Regions from separate parts of the Hordeum vulgare genome. Here regions 1 and 3 are each linked to region 2. Evidence: chromatin contacts called from public Hi-C data. All regions are on one chromosome and are shown on one strand. The core of a region is the stretch at or near the end of the contact, and the rest is flanking DNA. Distances in the headings are between cores, read along the strand shown. Region 1 overlaps LOC123426362 (protein LEO1 homolog). Region 2 holds the start of LOC123426359 (protein LONGIFOLIA 1-like). Region 3 holds the start of LOC123426364 (sister chromatid cohesion protein SCC2).

Region 1 (3,773 bases), core at 725-3,224, 610 kb after region 2:
TGGCTTGGAGTAGGCAATCGAGTTTGGTGTAGGACTTCTCTTGCCGTCATCACTTGATGCCTCCTCATCATCATCATCCAAATCAATAGTTCGCTAGTGTTTGTTGGTCTCCTCATTGACACCTTCACGGGGCTTCCATTTCTCATCATCCTTCAACTCCTCATAGCAATGGGGCAAGGCAAATGGCCTCCATTTCTTCATCTTCCCTTTCTTGGTCTTCTTATCCTCTCCTTGAAATAAGTTTTGTGCAATAGTGAGCTACAAACAAAAGAACAAGTTAGCACTTGAAACACCAAAGAAGAAGCATGAACATGGAAGAATCATGAAAGAAATGGCACTTACCCTATCTATATCATTAGTGCCACTTGGGTTTAACGTGTCAACCGCCTCAAGTGCGGCCGCCCACCTTTGACAATCTTTGTTGATTGTCGACCACCGGGAGCGAAGAGATCTTTCTGTGTGGTCAATTCCACTTTTGTTGTGCAAATCAAAGTGCTCATTCATCCAGATCTAATATGCATCTCTACTTTGGTCCCCTCCAACGGTGGCATCCCTAGACACTTGCAGCCATGTATTGCATAGCAAGACGTCTTCGTCCATGCTGTAGTTGCCTGCTCTTCCTTTCGGTGCACCGACGATACCCTCACCATCCTCGTCCACCTCAAACTCATGATCATCGAAATGCACATCATTGGTTTGAGACCAATGAGAATTGTTGGAGCCAACACCCATAGTTGACATATATGTCTCATCATTGAAACTACAAAGTATGTACAACAAAACTAATAAGCTATCCATATGTATCCATTCAAAAAACAACATCGAAAAAAAGTTGGTGAAATTTTACCTTGGGGGCATTTCATCGACCACCTTGTGTGCATCGGCCGCCGACGCAGCAAGCGAGCTCGCCGGCACTTCGATCGCCGCCGCATCCTTCGCACGCCCTGCAAGTCTCTTCTTCGGCCGTCTAGAGGAGCTATCCGCCGCCTTGTTCTTCTTCTCAGACACCTTGCCCTTCTTCGCCACCGTCGTATTTGGGAGCTTCGAAAAAGGGGCGCGTAGCTTCACGACGGGCGTCGGTGCGACGCCACCCGCTGCCAAGGCCGTCTGTGGCGCCATGAAAAGGCAACCGCATCCTTCGCACGACCTGCAAGTCTCTTCTTCGGACGTCTAGAGGAGCTATCTGCCGCCTTGTTCTTCTTTTCGGACACCTTGCCCTTCTTCGCCACCGCCGTATTTGGGAGCTTCGAAAAGGGGGCACGTGGCTTCACGGCGGGCGTCGGTGCAACGCCACCCGCTGCCAAGGTCGTCCATGGCGCCGTGAAAAGGCCGCGTGCGAGACCGGTGGTTGGAGGAGCACCGACGAAGGCGAAGCGAGAGCTCCCCGTGCTAGGGTTTGCGTCGGCGGCGACGGCGGGGTCACGAACGTAGGGAGGGGTGAAAGGGATGTCGGCGCGGCCACCCATCGGGCGAATCCGTCGACGACGACGCGGAAGGGGCAAAAGCGACACGATCAAAGAGGGTGCAACGCGAGAGCTCAAGTGTGCAGCGCGCGGGAGCGGACGTACAAAATAAGCGACGCGTGACGTCATTTTGTCCCGCGCGCTGGACCACTTATGCCGCGTGCACGGTTTTTACGCCTCCGTTAGAGCGTCCGAAGCGGTTGCACGTGCAAAAAACGCAACTTTTCCAGCACTGCACTTATATAACACGACTATTGTTGGAGATTCTCTCAGGACGAGTTCTTTTGGCTTAATTCCAAAGAATTACTGTCCCATAAATGAAAATGACAAAAGAACTCATCTCTGTTTCAGGAATTGTCCAGAATCATTCCAGAATTGTTAGTTTAAACCACTATCGTTTAACACTATCTCTATTGAAAACACAATTTACAGATAGAATGCCACTAGAGAGCCAGACCGAGCGAGGCAAATCAAACCGCTTGGCCCACACCCCCGCACTGCTCGTTCCCTGTTCCTCGTGCTAGGGCGCTCGTGCTAGGGTTGAGCGCCGCCCAGACCGGACTCGTCGGATCAACCGAGGGGAGGCTCTTGCTACGCTGCCGCCCCAAACCGGCCGCCACCGCATCAGGTGAGCTGTTCATCCCCTATTAATTTGTATGGATGGCTGCTATATGTGGTGTTAATTTGTATGGATGGCTGGTATATGTTTCATCTATCTAAGGATGTTTGAGACATTTCAACAGACAACTCATACAACAATTACATGCTAAAATCACAGAAAAGAACTGGACAGACAATTCTGTTACCAGACGATTCTGTGGGCAGTTTCCCAGAATCATAATTCTGAAGAATTATGAGGTGAAAAGAACTGGCCCTCACACATGGCCTATCCAATAGTATTCAACAGCACTCTTTTGGCAGCAGAGACAAATGTAGGTTTGTGAGCTTCTATTTTCTCTCCCTTCACTCGTCTTCATCGTCGCTTTCAAAAACGACGGCCTTCCGGCGATGAACCATCGCAGGTTGTTTCCTCGGCGGGGAATCCTCGCCCGAGTCCACCTCCCTGCGCCTTTGGCTCCCGCCTGCTGCTGACTCTCTCTTCCGCTTTGGTTCCTGCACAACCAGTTCCAGTTTGATTATCATTATTTGACTGAATGACAAGTTATATGGAAATCACGGTGTTTCCTTCAGTTCTGGTTAACATCTCACTTTCAGATCAACACGGCAGCACAGCGGAAGAAAATTATCTACAAAGTCTGGCATCTAAAATTTCAATTCAAATTGGTGACCGTATTCCTAGTGTCTGCTATCAACTACTACAAGCAATCTTGTGTTTGTCTGCTATCAACTACTCCCTCCGTAAAGAAATATAAGAGCACTTGGGTCACTACTTTAGTGATCTAAACACTCTTATATTTGTTTACAGAGGGAGCACTTAATTCTTTACCGTGTATGCCAGGTAAGAGGACCTGACTATTGCTAAATTGGGTGGTTACTGCAATTTACCACACTGCCTATTTTGTAAAAGGAAAACTGGAGTTTGACGCAGTGACATCTTACCTGGATTCCTTCATCTGACATACGCGCATCCTCTTCCGGGTCTTCCTCATATTCATCCTCCTCATCCAGCTCATCTCCCCTTCCACCAGTTGGAGAGTGCTCAATGTCCTCGCCTTCAGTTTCATACTCTGACTCCTCCCTTTCGCTCTCAGAGTACTCCTGGCGTCTCGCTGGGCGAGAAGGAGGGAAGGATGGTTTACGAGGAACACCTCTGCTCATATTCGACTGAGAATGTGCACAGAATACATGTAAGCATTGACAGTAATAAATTTGTTCAAATGAGAATGCATATTTGCCCAGTTAATCCACCTTCTTCGCATTAATTATACGCCTTTCAGCTAGTGCTTCAGCCTCCAAGTCATCCTCAAAACGACCACGAGATGCCATTCGCCGAGAGCTGTACTGGTTGTCGGTCTCCTCATCCTGCCAAAAGTAAGTATATGTTCAATGAATTCTTGCCACATTCCACTACTACCCAGAAGAGCGGAGCTAGTAACACATAAGAATAAAATTCATGTCTCAACACACACAGGAGTCTCCCAAAGCTCACAAATACAACCTCGCTTATTGTCATGTTCAATCTAAGAAAAAGTTATCCAGACAAGTAAATCAGCACAGCACTTCATACTCTCTAGTCTTACAAAAACAGCTACTGACCATGCATCTCCAGGTCCCATGACAACATGACAATAGCGGAATAAAATCACCCGCCTAGGCAGAAATTGCAGATGTACATTCACAAAGGTAACC
Region 2 (3,387 bases), core at 504-3,003:
AAAGGCTATCATCGAGGTACACTGGGAAGCAAACCGCTGAAAATGCTCTAAATACGAGTAGTCCGTATGTCCATGCTTATCAGCTCCTTATGTTAGGTCAATCCTCAAGCGTGGACGCAAGCAAATGTGGAGCAACTGCTGCTGCTGGTCCTCCACAGTTGAAACAGTTTGCAAAACTGAAAATGCCAATAACTAGTACTTCCTCCGTTCCTAAATATAAGGGCCTCTTTGATTCACAAGATTGCAAAAATGCTGGAATAGGAAAAACGTAGGTTTATAATGGCATGTCCATTGCATTCCTGTAGGAATTAAGTTTGTTTGATTGTATCGCAGGAAAAATAAAGGATTTTTTTCAAGAGGTTGGAGTGGATACTAGAATTTTTATGAAATATAATAAAAATGAATCCATAGGAAAAATTCCTACAGGATTTAATCCTGCGAATCAAATGACGAACACAGGAAATATTACGAAGGGTTTTAATACTTTAAAAATCCTATGAGAATCCTTTGAATCAAAGTGGACCTAAGTCTTTAAGCAATTCCACTAGGTGTCTACATACGGAGCAAAATGATTGAATGTATACTATAAAGTATGTCTATATACATCCGTATGTAATCCACTAGCGAAATCTGTATAAAGACTTATATTTAGGAACGGAGGGAGTATATTACTGTCTGTTTACGTGGCAGGGTACTTTGGTCATTTCATTCGGCCAAGAGTCCATGTCATCCGTCCCTTAATTTATTCAGCTTGCTGCAACTTGCTCAACAGTTTGTGTCTGAGTCTGAACCAAATGAAAAGAAGAAGCGGTCTGAATCTTTTGGAAGAATGATAGAAGGAGAAGGAAAAAAGAGAGGTCCAGATTAAAAGGAGAAGAAACGGCGTGTTGCAGACATAGAGGTAGTAGATGAGTGCAGAGTCAGAGCGTGCAATGCAAATGCAATGCATGCTTCAACGCCAAGAATTGCTGCTGGGTTTTGCAATCACGGATCCACACCATGAATGCGGTGTTGTTAGTTGGCCCTGCCCTGCACTGCACTCACATTGAATGCGTCCTTGACCCCAAGACGAAGCAGCTGATGGATCGTTCCATTTGCTGCACTAATTTTTGGACAAAGCACAGCTAATGGTTGCAGGAACACGCTGTCAGATTTAGTATCATCATCTTCTTCTTCTTCCTCACCCAACCCAACCGACGAGTAGTCCTACTCGGTTTGAAAGGAGACAAGTTTTTTACCCAACCCAACGAACAAACTCTTCACTTCCTCCATGGTCAGCCATGGTCGCTTGCAAAATGACAAACTGATGTTGACTTCCTTACATACACATACACATACGCATACGCATACACTGTGTGTGAGAGAGAGAGAGAGAGAGGAGATGGACAAGTGGACAAGCATCTCTGATGGTGGGTAGGGCTTGGAGCGGCACATGGGGTGCTGAGAAAGAGAACAAGGAACCCCCGCCCTCCTCTCGGCCCTATGCCCCGTGCCCACCCACATATCCTCGAGCTAGCTACAGGCCACGTCTCCCAATAGTTTTTTTTTTGAGGGAAGCGTCTCCTAATATAGTTAGTTAGTTGTGGGTAGTTTAGTTTATACACTGCCTGCAATGGAATGCCAGGTCCCAGTACAGTAGCAGCACTCCTCCTACCCAAGTTCACATGTACGTCAGTCCTCTTAACTGCATTTACCAGGACACTGATGTACTACAGTAGTACCCTACCCACATTCCGGTAAAACGAGTTAACAATGACATGTCAGTAGCGGAGCGAGGCCTTCTTCTCTTCTTCTCTCCAGCCCCTCCTCCCCATTCTCATCCTCACAGCTCTTCCAGTCCCAGTCAGTCATAGAGGAGAGGAGCAGCAAAACAGGACGACCACCCTTCTTGCAACCCACACCAGACTTCCCCTCCATCATCTACCTCCAGTCCCAGAGCGGTGAGGGCGGCTACGTCCCTCACGCTCACCGCTCAGCCTCCTCACAAGATCTCCTCCTTCTGTCCCTCTGGGCTGGGCTGGGCTGCCTCCACGATTGAGCTACGGCACTGCTGAGATGTTCTTCTTCTTTAGCTGGTAGCTGCTTGGTTTGGTTCGCTTTGCTACTCCTCCTCCCTGCATTCTTGGGTGGAAGGGGGAGGAGGCGATGCCGGCCAAGTACCTGCTGGCCTTGGGAGAGGAGAGGCGGCCGGACCTGCACCGCCAGATCGGGTGCGTCACCGGGATCCTGCAGGCCTTCGACCGCCGCTACCCCATCGCCGCCCAACACTCCCACAAGAGGCTGCTCCCCCCAGGTTGCTTGCTATCCTCTCCTTCCTTCCTTCCCGCCGCACCTGCTTCTGCTTGCTTGCTCCAAATATGCATGGATTCATTCCGTCTCACCAATTACGTTATTGGACGCACTAATCACATTTTTTGCTTATATATATGTTCGTATGCCATGCCACCGTCATAGATCAGAGCTCTGATTTTGGATGATAGATCAGGGATTTAATTTACTATCGTCCTGTTTTTTCGGCCTTCTTTCATTCCACATTGAATCGCTAGGTGCTGGTGGCAATTGCTGAGATCTACTGTAGCCTTTTTCCCCTTTTTCTGGGCGGGCCACCGAGATGCAGGAATTTAATTACGGAGTACCTTACCTACCTTGGTGTAGGATGGAGGCAGAGGGAAGTTTATTTCTGAAATGAAATCTTCAGTTCAGAATACCTTTTTTTATCTGTACCGGCGCTGATTACCCGGGAATTGGCCCCGGACGACCGACAAAATATGTCACTATGCCATGCAGGCATATTAGAACCCTACTACTTCCCATAATAAAATCTATCTGTAAATGTTGACATCAATGAAAATGATTCTTCAAATTGGAAGAGGATTCTTTTCACAAAAAAAGCTTATATTTGGACAACTAATGACACTGACAATTTTCTTTTTCTTCTTCTTGGGTGACAGTTCCTAGAAAAATGTAGTGTATATTTGGACAACAATGACAGTGACGTTTTTGCTTCTCTTCTTTTATAATGCAACAGTCTTGATTAACTTTCTCTCTTGCTCGTCCCATGTATTTTTCCGTAAGAAGCAATATTTTCCCCTTTCCTTTTTCTTTTTGAGAATCCAATGTTCTTGTTCAGGCTGGCTCACCATTGAAAAATGTTTCACTTACTAAAACAGGCAATGCACTGTCAAGCAGCCCGAGCGTAGGGGAAGAGCGCACAAGATACGGTCCCCAGATTGTTCTCGTGAGTCTCACTTGTCAGTGCACTCCTTCAGCATGCATGCACCGGCTTCCAGCCTTTCACAATTCGACTGACTTGCTGCAATCTGTATTCAGGACAAGAACTTCAGTAGAAGCTGGATTGAAAATCAAAGAGCATCGTCAACAATGGAG
Region 3 (3,744 bases), core at 1,127-3,626, 880 kb after region 2:
CCCAAAACCCTCCTCCCTAACACGTGTGAGTTCCCGTTCATTGACAATTGATCGCATTCATGTCGGTGTAGAGCGGTCGCCCCACATTGACGGTGTCCCACAGTGGATGTGACCTCTCACTGTCAGGATTGAAGTGGCGCGCCAACCGAGAGAGCGTCGCCCACTGCCGTGTGGCCAAACACGCCTCCTCGCCGCATTCAAACTACTGCAGAATGCCCGCCTTCCTCCATTAAACCCGCACGTGTGCCGAGAAATCTACTTCGGCCACATGTCCGCTTGCTAGATGTCCGACATTAAACACAACGTCGATTCACTCCTCGCTTACGCTCGCTAATTAAATGAGGCCAAGTGCGAGGTGAAGAATCGCACCACAGCTCCGCTCCCCATCTCCTCCTTGCACCATTTTCTCCGAACTCCGCATGGCACCCCACAAGAAACAAGAGGAGTTATCTTGCATAAAGGGTGACTCGATGGCCCATCGAGGCAACTCTTTGGTCCACCTCCTCGCCACTCCAGGCCTTCGATACCATGAGCGAGGCTCCAAGATCGCGTGTCCTCCAACAACTCGCTGCTCCAAGCCAGCCTGCGAAGGAGTGGCGAGTTGCTACCATGGACGAGGCCTGCTCCTCCCGTGCTTGTGACCACGCTATCCGCCGTCAACGTATGCGGAACAACGCCCTACCAGACAAGAAAGATGTCGGCTTCGGAGATCGATGAGGCGGTGCTAGCACGTCGACGCCCTGTGCCAACATCAAGGAAAAGTAGAACATGGGAAGGTGCCGCCGCTTGGGTCTGAGGAAGGCCATCATTAACGCTCCGCCTACGTGCATAAGAGGTATCTTGCCTGCTCGTAGGCCACCGCCGTCCGACCCAAAAACCAACCCTTATTTATGCTTCACGAAAGCGGAGCCCGCCCTTCCCGCCTGACTGAACCATATCCCTCCGGTGCCATTCCGATGAGCGGTGCTGTCGAAGAAAGAGAAGACGGAGGCTACTTTTCCCTTCTCAGTGAAGCATATAATCTTAGGGCTCCCAACAGTACGAGGAATGGGCTTCCGAACATGGAGAAGACATGTTGTCGGAGTGGAGAGCTCCTGCATATAGAAGTCCGCCGACGAATGCCGGAGCAAATTTGCGGGTCAATGTTGGATTTGGAGGTGCCCCCATAATGTAAACTGAATGTTACACATATACTTGTACGTTCGATATCACAAGAGATGTCGGGAACTCGTGATGCACCATCGGCTACGTCGCCGTAGCTGCCCTTCTTATGGCCGGAGTTCATTTTTTCTTTTAGAACTCGTCAAAGTACACACATGATACACAAAGGTGCTCTATTCCTTCTTGAAGGTGCTGCTTGGTACGTGAAGGTTCGGAGCCTTGGATTGTGGTGGGATGACTCCCGAGGGCGCAACGGTGGCACATCATTTATACTTTGTCGAGCTGCAGTTGTTGGCATTTGTTTTTCTTTCTTTCTCTTTTCTTTTGAGCTTGATGTGATGCTTGCCCCGACAGTTGCTATGTGTTCGGTGTTGGTTGTTTTATTATTATAATATAAAGCTGGGAAAACCCTTTTTCGAAGGGGAGTTCATACATTTTTTGAAGACAATACATATGCAATCGCTCACATATACGCACACACAGTCATCCCAATAAACGCACATACGTATGCCCTATCCCTATGAACAGCTCCAACAAATTGAGCCAACATATCATCTTGATGATTTACGAAGTCATCGTAGGCGTCTCTTCGTCGACGGAAACGTCTCCTTCAACTAAACGCGCATCGTCGAAAATTTTAAAATAAATCCACGACGCAAGCATCAGGATTTAAACCATGATGAATTAGAAAACTCACCGTTCCTTTAACCATCCAAGAACATATTAGTTCGCGGTAGTTTACACATGATGGAAGGCCATGGCCATGAGCCTAGTGAGATACCACTATTTTATTTTTTGAGATTTCGACACTACTAATAAAAACATCTCGAAACCCGTGACAGAAAATCTTTTGAATTTGTTTGAGCCCACCAAATCCAACCCAACCCAACCCAACCCATCAACGCGTTTATTTACTTTACTGTGCCCACCAGCGCATCACATGTAGAGTAGTAGTAAGTTACTGTCGTCGTGACTTGAATGACTGTGTGCTTCCATCCTTCCCCCACAAGATTGGTCGTCGGAGCAGAGAGCAGGCCTCTCTCCGGTCCTGCCACCCCACCGTAACTTCCTAATTTGCACCACCGCACAACTACTAAACGCTTAGCTAAGCAACTACACAAAATCCCCTTTCCATCGAGTAGGCGACGCGCCCTCCAAGTCCTTCCTTGCTCGCTGAGAGTCTCTCCCGTTCGAAATCGATCTAGGGTTTCGCCCGCCTGCCCGCCGGCCATGGACCTCCCGGCCGGCGCCGGCGACGGGAGGGAGCCCGGGAGGGCCGGCTTCGAGCGCGCCTGCCGCCTGCCCAACACCGTCCACTCCGAGATCGCCGCCGCTCTGCCGCTCCCCACCCTCCCCGCTACGCTCGGCGCGGACCTCAACGACCACGACGAGCCCCTCGCCGAGCCCGACCGCCCCGACATGATCATGCAGGCGGCCGCTATCGCCCGCATACTCGCCAACACCGACATCTCCCACCTGTTAGTCACCCTTCGCTTCCCTTCCCCTCTCGCTCGCTGCTCCCGCCCGGAATTTCGCCCCACTGACTTCCATTTTCATGGAAACAACGCAGGGGCTTCACGGAAGCGGATCACGTCGCCGTGGATCCCAGCGAGTGCTCCTTGCTCTGGAGGGAGGTGCTCAAGCACAACCCCGACGCCTTCAAGTTCAAGCCCCGCACTCCCCAACCTCCTCCTACGCAAGGTAAACGCAGCCTTCCTTAGGCCGCTCCAGTTAGCTAGCTACCCATGTAACACAATGCTTGTTACGTTTCCGCCCATTCAAATGGACACGGTACTTATCTGGACTCTTCAGGTTACTAGCTTCTGTGGTTGACTTGATAGCTACTGTACTAGCTTACCAGCTTCAACTCTCGAACTCCTGCATGAACAGTACTTTGATATTGCTTTACTTGGACTGGACTTATATGCTGCTGTATCTCTATCATGGTGCCCGGGTGCTGGTGTGAATTTTCATGGTAGGTAGCATCGTGGTTGCTCGTGTTGGAGTTGCTGCACTGGTGGATGTCAAATTTCTTTGAGCAAGCTCAGATTCGTGCCATGGAATTTGGTTGAAAAAAAAAAACTGCTGTGCCACGGCATTCCACTATTTGGTAAACCTGGTGTGGTGTATCACTTTGCTTTTGGTATTTAATGCAGTTAAACAGAACAGAATTTAGTGGCTTTCGAGGCCGTACTGAACAGAATTTAGTTGGAAGCCATTTTGTGTAACACTAGGAGTTTGAAATGTCAGTGGTTCCCTGTCGGGGACAGGATTTCTGAATGTCACCGGTGCTGAGCTTCTGTTTAGCCCCTTGATGATGTATGGTCGTTAATAAGGTGATGCAGTACATAATTTGCTGCTTCCTCATCTTTTTGATTGGACATGTCTGTGTAGCAGTACCTCAAATACTTATAGTTCCATGAATTAACTGGCACGATAGACAGGGCTTTGATCTAATATTGCCTGAACATTACAGGGTACTTGATTCAAATGCGGGCTATGGTGACTGATTTGCAGGGCTTGGCGAAATAGTATCCAGTGGGTCATATTTTTTTGGCAGTGGCCCATCTAATATAAATAGGT

The links. Hi-C and Micro-C count contacts between places; a contact is called where the count stands out from the background.
Region 1: a Hi-C map of seedling shows a contact between it and region 2, with 3 times the contacts expected there. The contact joins the enhancer-like site here to the promoter of LOC123426359 in region 2. A contact is called at or near these places in 2 of 6 Hi-C or Micro-C datasets (leaf and seedling).
Region 3: a contact with region 2 is called in a Hi-C map of leaf, with 3 times the contacts expected there. The contact joins the promoter of LOC123426364 here to the promoter of LOC123426359 in region 2. A contact is called at or near these places in 2 of 6 Hi-C or Micro-C datasets (leaf and seedling).

The regions. Positions count from the first base shown.
Region 1 is chr2H:382,230,432-382,234,204 of MorexV3_pseudomolecules_assembly, forward strand. LOC123426362 (protein LEO1 homolog) reads right to left here. Exons shown (of 11, transcript XM_045110173.1): 9 at 3,333-3,446; 10 at 3,024-3,248; 11 at 2,206-2,576. The coding sequence ends at 2,427. Among protein-coding and RNA genes, the nearest start is that of LOC123430121, 6.7 kb to the left of the region's middle. Within about 2 kb of position 1,975, at least 2 of the 3 cell types and tissues checked have open chromatin away from gene starts, as enhancers often do. A contact at or near this core is called in seedling, where this site is marked.
Region 2 is chr2H:381,625,088-381,628,474 of MorexV3_pseudomolecules_assembly, forward strand. LOC123426359 (protein LONGIFOLIA 1-like) reads left to right here and starts at 1,754. Exons shown (of 5, transcript XM_045110170.1): 1 at 1,754-2,293; 2 at 3,171-3,238; 3 at 3,331-3,387. The coding sequence starts at 2,146.
Region 3 is chr2H:382,500,319-382,504,062 of MorexV3_pseudomolecules_assembly, forward strand. LOC123426364 (sister chromatid cohesion protein SCC2) reads left to right here and starts at 2,377. Exons shown (of 28, transcript XM_045110174.1): 1 at 2,377-2,639; 2 at 2,732-2,862. The coding sequence starts at 2,392.